Regions from separate parts of the Mus musculus genome. Here region 2 is linked to region 1. A link is a contact called in public promoter capture Hi-C data. All regions are on one chromosome and are shown on one strand. Each heading gives the region's core, a stretch centred on a gene start, on an enhancer-like site or on the middle of the called end of the contact. The rest is flanking DNA. Distances are from core to core; before and after follow the strand shown.

Region 1 (5,508 bases), core at 928-3,427:
CTGGTTAGAATTGAAAACCTCCAAGGTAAAATAATATACTAGGAGAAACCAACTGATGCCCCCAGCTTAGGGGGTTGTCACTGGGCTTGGGCCTGCCATTATGCTTGGCGGGATCACCTAAGCAACTCCGAAGCCCTGCAGAGTCTCAGGTCTGCCTGGAACAGCACTAAGAAGTCTGCAGTTCAAGGTCAGTCAGAACACTCTGCCATTCCTGTGGGCAACCTGAAGCATGATGTCACCCCTCCACCGCCTTCAGTACAGCCATCGCCACGGCCACGTCACTGCCCTTGTGGCAGCAGTGTGGAGCTTTGGTAGGCTGTGGGGGGGAGGGGTGGTTGGGGTTGGCACAGGGCAGGTGAAATAGCTTGTTTGCCAAGAGCATTACCTTGATAGCTGGGCCACCTTCCCACACATGAGCTCGAATAGAGCAGAGGCAGGTCCTTTGCACAGGTGCGTGCGCAGAGAGCCTCTGTTACAAAACATCCACGTGAGGTCCACGTGCCCAGCCTGCCTGCAAAGGGGAGGGTGTAGTCACCACGGGTGCCAAGGAGGACAGGAGGGGTGGGAAGAGGAGAGATGAGTGGGAAACTACCTTAGAGAAAAGGAAACCACCCTGGAGAGCCTTTGTACGGGACCTGGCGTTTCACTGGTGCTTAGTATGTGCCAGTGTGAAAACCAGCAGCAGCCAGCCCAGCTTGGAGAGTCCAAAGGACTTCTGACATTGTCCCATGTGATCTCCCATTGGAAAGCAGAATTCCACCCCAAGCCCTGCAGTCACAGCCTGAATGTGTCCAGGATTGTGGCCAGAGGGGTCTCATCTGCAGGAATGGAGACCCAGTGTCCTAAAATGGCGAGAGTTGTGACTCCTACAGAGAGAAAATGTCAACAGAAGGCAGCATAGGCGCCAGTCCCCATAAATTCGTTTTGGGGGGGAGGGGATGAAGAAAAAATATATATATATATTCATTCATTAGGGAACAGAAATCCTTTCTCGGATGGGATGTGAGAAGCCAGTCCTTCTAGTTTGTGTTTATCTCCCCCTCCCACTTCTCCCCAACAGGTAACAGAGAATGACTTTGAACTTCTGACCTTCTGGCTTCCACCTCCTGAACACTAGAGTTGCAGGCATGCGCCACCAAACTTGGTGTAAACAATGCTGAGGACTGAACCTAAGGCTTTGTGTGTGCTAGGCTAGCACTCTGCCCTACTACATCCCCAGCAATCTCCAGCAATCCCCCGTGAATTCAACCATACACAAACAGCCCTCCTGGCTTGGCAAAACACAAGCGAGGCCTAGCAGCGAAAATATGTCTGAAGAACTTGCTAGAAATGTAGATGCTAAGTCTTGCTGGGAGAGAAACAAGATGAGACTCAGTGGCAGTGTCTAAGCAGCCTTCAGAGGCTTGGGGGGTGGCTGGGGTTTATAGTCAGTGGTTTGCAGCTATGAGGAGGAAGTTTGCCTCCCATAGACTTCTCAACAGTACCCATTGCTCTTTGAAAACACCAGAGATTCTGATTCTCAGGCAGCTCTCACACCCTGCAGCCGTTCATTTACCGTAGAGTCCTGTATCACCTAACCTCTGAGGGGTGCTCTGATGGCCAGTGACTTCTAAAATGATGCTCTCAGGGCTCCTAACAATGGTCTCTTTTATTCTGGAAAGTCTAGTGTGTAGGTGGTTTTGTCATGGTTATTTTGTTTGGCTTGTTTGTTTGAGCAAGAGGCCTGGATCCCAGTTTTGGGGTTATAGGTGTGTGGGGTTATAAGGTGCTGGGAATGGAATTCAGGGTTTCATGCATACTAGGCCAGTACTGACCAACTGAGCGACATCTCCACCCCTGGGCTTTGGTTTTGTTCATTTGTTTTTGAGATGAGATTTTGTAGTGTAGCCCAGAACTGCCTCAAACTCAAGATCCTCCTGCTTCAGCCTCCAGAGTCGTGGGATTATAGGCATATATCACCATTCCTACCTTTATTCTGGAAATTCTGATGTGGTGATTTGAAGATGCTTGGCCCAGGGAGTGGCACTATTAGGAGGTGCAGCCTTGTTAGAGGGGATGGGCTTTGAGAGACCCTCCTCCTCGCTGCCTGGAAATCAGTCTTCTCCTTGCTGCCTTCTGAACAAGATGTAGAACTCTCAGCTCCTCCTGCTCCATGCCTGCCTGGATGCTGCTGTGCTCCCACCTTGATGATAATGGACTGAACCTCTGAAACTGTAAGCCAGCCACAATTAAATGTTGTCCTTTATAAGAGTTGTCTTGGTGTCTGTTCACAGCAGTAAAACCCTAACTAAGACACCTGACAAGCAAGCTTATTCTGTTCTAAAAACTTGTTCTTGTTTTTTGTTTTGTTTTTCAAGATAGGATTTCTCTGTGTAGCCCTGGATGTCCTGGAAATCATTCTGTATACTAGGCTGGCCCTGAACTTACAGAGATCCACCTGCCTCTGACTCCTACGTGCTGAGATTAAAGGTGTGTGCGACCATCACCCAGTGATCCCAGGGTCTTGTATGTACTTGGCAAGCTCTCTTCCACAGAGTTACACACTTAAGCTTATTTACTTTTTAAAGGAAGTTAAACTTGCATACATTTTAATGTGTAAGTATTAAAAAAAAAAAAAAGCCCAACATTGTGAATTTTGACATGTGGACACATCCCTGTGACCTCTGATCAGATCAAGGTCTAGGATATTTCTAGAGACCACCCAAAAAGCACCAGAACACCTGTTCAATGATGTCTGTGAGAGAGTGTCTGTGTCTGGTTCCTTTTCATTGCCAAGGAATAGCTTCTTCTGTGGACGCACCATGTAGAGCTGATCTCTGAGAGTTCAAGGCCAGCCTGGTCTTCAGAGTGAGGTTCCCTGCCCCCAGTTTGATAGATATTCAGACTATTTTCAAATAGAATCCACAACAAATAGGTTCTTCTGAACACCCATGTTTTGTCTTTTGGTGGGTGGTGGCTCTCATTTTTTTTGACTCTATGCCCAGAAATGGAGTTGCTAGGTCAGAATGCTATGCAGATGCCACCATGCCTTTTCACAGTGGCTGTGCTAGTGGGAAGATTGTCCTGGTTTACTAATGTTCCCACAGCCTTCTCAACATTTGTCCTTTAGGGTCATGTTAATGTTAACTATCCTATTGGGGAACAGTGGTATCTCAGGGCTTTTCATGTTCATCTGCCTTGTGTTCTGTATGGCTCAGTGCCTTCTATGCTTATTATCTCTTAGGAGGTGCTCCTGAATGACTTCTGAAGGACTTTATCTCTGCATGTGAACAACTTCAACTTCTGCACAACTGTCACATCCATGCCATATGCTGTGATATTTCAATACACACATACTGTGTTCCGTATTTTTTTTTTTTTTTGGTCTATTTGTCACAAGCTAAGATCATCTGGGAAGAGGGAACCTCAGCTGAGAAAATCCCTCCACCAGACTGGTCTGCAGGCAAGTCTACGAGACATTTTCTTAACTGATGAAGGTTGTGCGAGGGGACAGTCTATGGGTGATGCCACCCCTGGGCAGGTGGTCCTGGGTCGGATGCAAAAGCAAGCTGAAGGCTGTGCACAGGTATACATATCTTTATCCCAGCATTTAGGAGGCAGCAGCAGGCATCTAGAGGTGAGTTTGAGACCAGCTTGGTCCAAGCCAGCCAAGCAGGCTGAGAAAGCCAAAAGCAGTGTTCTGCATGGCTCTGCTTCAGGTCCCACCTCCACTCTCCTGTGTTGAGCTCCGGTACTAGCTTTTCCTCATGAGGGACTATAAGCTCTCTATTCTGTTCATTTTTTAAAAAAAAATTTTTTTTGATAGATGCTAACAATCTATTCTCTAAATACTATCTCTGAGCTTGTTTAATTCTATTACAAGTATTATATACTACATCACATTCAAATTTCCCTCCAGCACATAAGTCCAGGGCACCAATGTCCTTACCACATGAGCCATCTTGCTGGTCCTGCTCTGTAGTTTTACATTAACTTTTGTTTTTGTATTGCTAGGGATCCATCCTAGGTGACCTACATCACCACTGAATGTCACCACTAGCCCTGGGGGCACAGTTTTGCTCTCCAATTACGTATAAAACCATGGAGTGCCTTTGTCTCTTTTTGTGCATGACCTTTAAAAACTTATTTCTTTATTTTGAGATACATTGTCTCATTTATCTTTGTAGCACTGGCCAGCCAGCCTGGAATTTACTACTATGTAATCCATAGACACCTTGAATTTGTGGCAAGCCTCTTGTCTCTGCCTCCCAAGGGCCAGGATTATAAGAGTGTGGGAGCTCCCACACCCCACTGAAAGATCTGTTTTTATGTCAAGGTCACATTGTTTGGGTTTTACAGTCTTGTAATTTGTTTTGTGATGTTTGGTGTTTGAAAGAGGGTCTTGCTTTATAGCCTCAAACTAACCATCCTCCTATTTCAGCTTCTAAATGCTCCTATTAAAGGTATGTCCTTGGTTGTATGATTTGAAACCAGGCTTGTGATTCCCTCCCCTTTATTTTCTTTGCTAAGGACTGGTTTAGCATCGGGGGGTGGGGGGCTTTGTGGTGTTATATGAATTTTTGGAGTTTCTTTTTTCATATATATGAAGACTATCATTGGTATTTTTATAGAAATTACTTTTGTTTATTTTTTTTAAACAAACCAATTAAAAAACCAGGGTTTTGCATTGTAGCCCTGGGTGGCTTTGAACTCATGAGCCTCCTGTCTCATCCAAGTACTCAGATTACAGTGTGCAGTGCCATGCTGGGATTTTTGCTTAGTTTTTAAATTAGACCATCTGTGTCAGTTGTAGTTTTGTTGCTGTGATAAACATTTAAGAGAACAATCTCAAAGAGAAAGTGTTTTTCTTGGTTCACGGTTTGGGAGGTCTTTGTGATCAGCTGGCTCATGATTTGGATGTGTCTGTCTGTCTGTATGTCTGTCTATCTCTGTCTGCCTGTGGTCAGCTGGATCTGGTGCTCTAAGCCTCTGGTGTGGCTGAGCATCGTGGCTGAAGGTTGTGAGGAGCGAAGCTGCTCCCCTCATCGGAGCAGGAAGTGAGCCATTTTCCACATTTCCAACACTTGCAACTGTCTGTTCAATCTTGAGTCCATCAACTGATTAATACCTTGATAAAGGCAGAGCCCTCGAGATCCAACCACTTCCCCAAGCCCCACCTCTGAACACTGCCTTTAATACATGAACCTTCAGGAAACACATCATAACAATACCAGTCTCTTTGACAGCTACTTAGGATTTAGTTTTTGATACATTCTTGGGCTGAGCAATGACCTGCTCCAGTTTCATTTCTGTTACTGTGATACTATACTCTGAGAAAAAGCAACTTAGACAAGAAGGAGTGTAATTGGCTTCTAAGTCCTTGAATGTGGGGAAGTCAAAGCAGGAGGAACCTAATTTGCACCCTGACGGTCATGAACAGAGAGAACTAGAGCTATGAATGCTGCTGGCTTGCTTGCTCTTAGCTGTCTTCTCCTCTCTTGCTGTTCAGGAACCCCTGCCTAGGAAATA
Region 2 (5,508 bases), core at 1,466-3,965, 220 kb after region 1:
CCTGTGGTCTGCACAGAGTAAAGCCTATGGATGCAAGCCCTGAGCTGGAACAGGGCCTGTTCAGGGCTGAATGCTGGCATCTCCCTAGGTGAGACACTCAGCAATTAGTGGGATCCCTTTGGGCTCTGGGCGCCTTCCCTTGCTGCAGTTGGACAAAAGACCAGAGGCCTCAGGAGAACAGAAACATCTCAGCCTCCTTACTAATACATAATTTGTTCATTTGTCATTGGGAGTCTTCAACCCTGAGTCCTTGGAATGAGTTGCCAGCTCTAAGTGAGGCACTCTCCGAGTGTCAGACTCCTCTGTGAGACACAGATGCTCACAGATGCCTGGCAGTGTCCCCACAGTGGAAGATTATGAGAGACTGGAGTTGCAAGGGCTGGGCTCTGGGAACTCTGCCCACCCGCTGGGAGGGGTGGGAGAAGTTACTTGCTTGGTTTTGCTGCTTCAGTGAAGGCTCCTAGCAAGTGAGGCTGAAGACAGATAGATCCCAACAAACCCATTTGAGAAGACTGTGGCTTCCATTCATCCCGCTCACCACTAGCTGGAGCTGAGAAACTGAGTCAGCCCCAGGTCAGGGTCCATCCCATATTCCTTCGGGAAAGACAGCTTCCTAAGAAGGTTGTGAGGGATCCGCCAGAGAAGGCTACTCAGACATGGCTTTGAGCTCAGAGAAAGTCTTCACTAGCCAGCGGGCAAGTCCACTTAGTGTTCAGGACCTGAGCATAGTCCTGAGCCTTTTCCAGGGTGAATTTATAAGCACAAAAAACCATATCCCGAGTTGTCGTGCCTCATATAGCAAGAGCTGGAAGCAGAAGTACAGAAGGTAAAATCCAAGGTTAGTACATTTAGGGACTTCCCCAGAACTATGGACTTTGATGGATTAGGTCTTTGTTCTTGTTTTGGCAGGGTGCTGTCTTCCTGCTGGGTTCCAAGGCCTGAATGGAACTTCTATCATGGCCTCAGTTGTGCTAAGGTCTGGGGCCTATTACAAGAACAGGAATGGTAGGTATTGTCTGTGAAACGTCATTAGTTTAGACTACACTCTTAGAATGTGTGAGTTCTTATTGAACAGGGAGAAGAGAACACAGCCTTCTGTGGTTGATCTAGGTGCTGATTTTGCAAATACAAGAATCTAAGCTTTAAAAATAAGTAGAATTGTTAGGTCAAGAGCGCAAGATATTAAGATCGGCCTGTTTTAAGTTAGGGCTGCTATTTCTCCCAGAATTCACAGTCTCAGTGTGAGTGTTGGGAAGAATGTCCCAGGCCCTGGTTCTGTGTTAGAAGGTAAGGTGATAAGCATCACACTTGATAAACAGTCCCTACATCACCTCACTCAGCCTTCACAAACCTTACAACCACGGAACATTACAAAGAAATAAAGGGGAAAAAATCTGATGAAGAGTCATACACTTTTAATCCCAGCATTTAGGAGGCAAAGGCAGGTGGATTTCTGTGAGAGACCCTTCCTCAATAAATGGGAAGCTGGGGGGTGGGGTGGGGAGGAGAATTGGAGGCTATAGCAGGGAGATTGTGAGTTCCAGGCATACTGAGGAAAACAAAGAGGGGGTGAAGGGAGGGAGAGAGAGAGAGAGAGAGAGAGAGAGAGCTATTGATTCTTTCAACAATGATACTCCAGGAGTGAGCTCCATTCCCAGCCCCTTGTACAACGTGGCTGAAATGACAAGGCTTCAGACATGGGCTGTCAGGGGCTGGGGATCATAGAGTCCTCCTACCAGATATCAAAAGGTGACGTGGGAGCCCTGTAATGAAAATATACTCTGTTTATGGCATTGTCCTATAGCTTGGTGGGATTTTAATACTGGGAAAAACCGGATAAAGAATACTCCTTTCTTACAACCACATGTGACTCTATAGTTTATCACAAATAAAAGTTTAGTGCCTAGCGTGTGCACATCTCTGAGATCCATCCCCAACAGTGAGAGGAAATGCATACCAACATATAAGCACGTGAGTATGTGTATGTGTGTGTGTGTGTGCGCGCACACACACACACACACACACACACACTCACTCACAGACTCAGAGTAGAAACTGAAGCTAAGTTTTCCAGAGCAAACATTTGAACAGCAGTCTGTCAGGTTCCCGAGCTTGAGCCTTTCTGAATGGAAGGAAGCCAGAGAGGAGGACCCCGTGGGCTTGGGGAGACACTGCTAGGTGGTCCGGTATATCATGGGTACTTGAATTACTGGGTACTACAGTTCTGAAGGGTCTGTTGCTGGGTGGTTTGAGAGACCATCCACCCAGTCCTGCAGTTGCTGCTAAGGGCCGGGATTTGTTAATCAGGTTTGCACACTACAGATGCACAAGGGTTTGGAAGGTGAGGTCCTCCCAGCTTGTCTATTGGTGTGTTCAGCTGTGGTTTCCCTGTCTGTGACTTTATTTGAGGCTTTGTGGACGTCTCCACTTAGGAGGGAAAGAAGATTCTGTGTGAATTACATGCACACGAGTGAGAATTGTTAGATCGGCAGATCCCTGCCACATCTGTGCCTCCTAACTGGCTTCTGAGGTTAGACCATGTGAGCATACCTCCCCCCAAACAAAGCCAGCCTGTCACGAACTGGGTCTGTGTACTGTAGACAAACCGGGTAATTGGCCTCTCCGCCTCCTCACCCAAAACAAACACTCGCAAACGCCCGCCCCCACGCTGGCAGGATCTGCCTGTCATCTGGGCACCCGGCTCCTGCTCCGGCTGTCTCCGACCCTGTAGACACTGCAGGCCCTGCCCTCGCTCGCCCTGGTCGCCCGGGGCTGACGCACAGGCCACAGCCTCCGCCTCGGGGCGCGTGGGCTCCTGCCCAGGTGTGGAAGCTGCGGGGAGGCGGTGCGGGGAACCCGCGTCCTCCGGCCGGAGCTCGGCTTCTGGCGACCGCTCTCCTGCGCGGGTGACGGCGGCGTGCGGGCTGGGAAGGGCAGGGAGCGCTGTCCTCCGCTCCGCGGCTGCCAGGCGGACCGTGAAAGCTTCGCGCGGCTGTAGGCGCCGCCCGGGAGCTAGTGCTGGGCGAGCGCGGCGCCCACGCGCGGTGGGGTGGGCTCCGAGCTCCGGGGGACCGGGCGGGGGCGGGGCGCATCCTGCAAAGTTGACCAAGGGTGAGCTACCGCCGGCGCCCTGCTGCCCTAGATTCGCCAGGTTCTTTCCGCGGAGCCAGGCGTGGACGTCGCTGCCCCGCTGACACCCAAGGGACCCGGAGAAGCCAGCGGGCGTCGGCAGGGAGCCCGTGCAGCGCGAGATGGAGGCTGAGAGAGGGGACGCGCCGACCGGCGCCGTGTAGCCCGCGGGCCCCGGGGCTGGACCTTGCCCGGACGCTGTGGGGGCGCTCGAGCAGGGCCCTCCCCCGGGCTGCCATGGAAGTGCCCAATGTCAAGGACTTTCAGTGGAAGCGCCTTGCTCCACTGCCTAGCCGCCGGGTCTATTGCTCACTGCTGGAGACTGGGGGGCAGGTCTATGCCATCGGGGGATGTGATGACAATGGCGTCCCTATGGACTGCTTCGAGGTCTACTCCCCCGAGGCCGACCAGTGGACCTCCCTGCCCTCCCTGCCCACAGCCCGGGCCGGGGTAGCGATCACTGCCCTAGGAAAGCGGATTATGGTGATCGGGGGTGTGGGCACCAATCAACTGCCTGTGAAGGTCGTGGAAATGTACAACATCGATGAGGGCAAGTGGAAGAAGAGAAGCGTCTTGCGCGAGGCTGCCATGGGCATTTCTGTCACAGCCAAAGGCAAGTGGGGCCAGGGTTGAGGGTGGGCATTAGGGAAGAAAGTAAAGGGTCACGGGGGACACGGGTGTAAGGCAACATGATTTGGGTGGCCAATACACATTCCCTATAACATTCGAGCCTTACATTAAGCACTAAAACTAGAGACCCACTGCCCTTACTTTACAGATTGGAAAGGGACACTGAGCAGGTGAAATGTCTAGGAATTCCATCTGATGCCAGGAGTCAGCTCCAGCAAGCTGGGCAGGCCACTGCAGAGGGAGAGCCAAGGTGTGAGCCACGGGGTTATCTGCAATGACTCTGCAGACCCTGGCATTCAGCCGAATGACCACATTTGCCCTTGGCCGCCTGTCCCCTCCCCCAAACCTACCTGTGTAGGTCCCTGAGGATGCTCACCCCATCCTTCTACCATTACCAGGCCCCCAAGGAGGCTTTGAGACCTGATCCCAGGATCTTCGTTTACTTCTGACTGCAGTTTCAGACTTACTGAGTGGGGGTCAGAATGTCCCAAAAGCTTGTTTCATGTTGCATTATTATCCAGGTTCTCTTGCTTGCATGTGGTTTTAAAATTCTCACTTTCTCAAAGCCTTCATTTCACTCTTCTTGGGCCTAATACAGTCTGTGATGTCGAGGGGATCCAACTGCAGTTTTGCTAAACACACAAAGTTTTGTGAGAATGGGAGTTAAGAGACCCCAAGTTCATATACAGTTGCCTCCACACCGTAGGCTCGGTGGGGTGACCTTTCGCTTTCCCATCCGTCCCTGTCTCTTTTACTATTATACCCCAGCTGACTGGCTAACACACGGCCAGATCAGAAAACAGCTTTTCTTAAGCATCTGGTTTGCCCCTGGAACAGTCTTAGACCCTGGGAAGGAAGGAAAAGGGTAGAAAATTTGGGCTCTGAGCATGATTGTGGAGAAGCTGGGGCCCAGAACCCCCTCAAGCAGGGTAGACAATAGGGTTTCTGTGACCTGCCTGTCAAGAGGGTGAAAAGCCAGGCCTGGTGCTGAAGGCTTGTAATCCTAGCTACTCTGGAGGCTGAGGCAGAGAGTGGCAAATTCAAGACTTCCCTGGCAGTAGAGTTTAGTGGTGCATACCTTTCATTCCAGTACTTGGGAGGCAGAAGCAGGCGAATCTCAGAGGCTAGCCTGGACTACAAAGTTCTAGGATAGCCAAGACTACACAGAGAAACTCTGCCTTGAAAAAACAAAGCAAAGCAAAACAAAACCAAAAACTTGCCTCTGCTAGAGCAGAAGGCTTATGAGATCAAGCTACATAGTAAGACCCGACATAGTGAGACCTTATTTTTTTTTTTTTTTAAGAAAAAATTAAGGCCTAGACACCCCTGGGCACACTGAGAATAATGAGTATAGACCACACCCCATCTCTAGCTTCAATAAATTATGCTGTAAGTTAAGAATTAAGGCTTCCCATTTGGTGCTTTGTCCCTTTGGACTTTCAACATGTCCAATGAGATAAGTGCTGCTTTCATTCTTATTTTAGAAGCAGCAGCATGAAGCCCAGAAAGGTTAATTCTCTGAGGTTAAATAGATAGTAAGTAATGACCATGCCTGTGCTCCATAAAGCCAAATGCGCTCGACGGTTAGGCTGGAAGATGTTTAATGCCGGCTGCTTGTGCTGGTTTCGTAGATGAACAGATTCTCAATCTGCAGTGTATTGGGAGAAACATATCAAACTGGTATCAGTTACATGTGACTAGAGAGCAATGGTGATGCCATCACTTGGGAGGCACCCAGCCAAGTCCTCT

Evidence for each region. Capture Hi-C pulls out chosen DNA fragments and counts their contacts.
Region 2: a promoter capture Hi-C map of pancreatic islet shows a contact between it and region 1. The contact joins the promoter of Klhdc8a here to the promoter of 4833413N01Rik in region 1. A contact is called at or near these places in 5 of 39 promoter capture datasets (the SN4741 cell line, cranial neural crest, hematopoietic stem and progenitor cells and 1 more), 2 of 115 datasets of contacts at active chromatin or transcription factors (embryonic stem cells and pancreatic cancer cells) and 2 of 9 other capture datasets (embryonic stem cells and pancreatic islet).

What each region holds. Positions count from the first base shown.
Region 1 is chr1:132,075,350-132,080,857 of GRCm38.p6, forward strand. 4833413N01Rik (a long non-coding RNA gene) reads left to right here and starts at 2,178. Exons shown (of 2, transcript XR_878526.3): 1 at 2,178-2,213; 2 at 3,224-4,827.
Region 2 is chr1:132,295,911-132,301,418 of GRCm38.p6, forward strand. It overlaps Klhdc8a (kelch domain containing 8A), which reads left to right and starts at 2,716. Exons shown (of 5, transcript NM_144810.5): 1 at 2,716-3,742. The coding sequence starts at 3,367. It overlaps Gm51645 (a long non-coding RNA gene), which reads left to right. Exons shown (of 4, transcript XR_003947998.1): 4 at 910-1,471.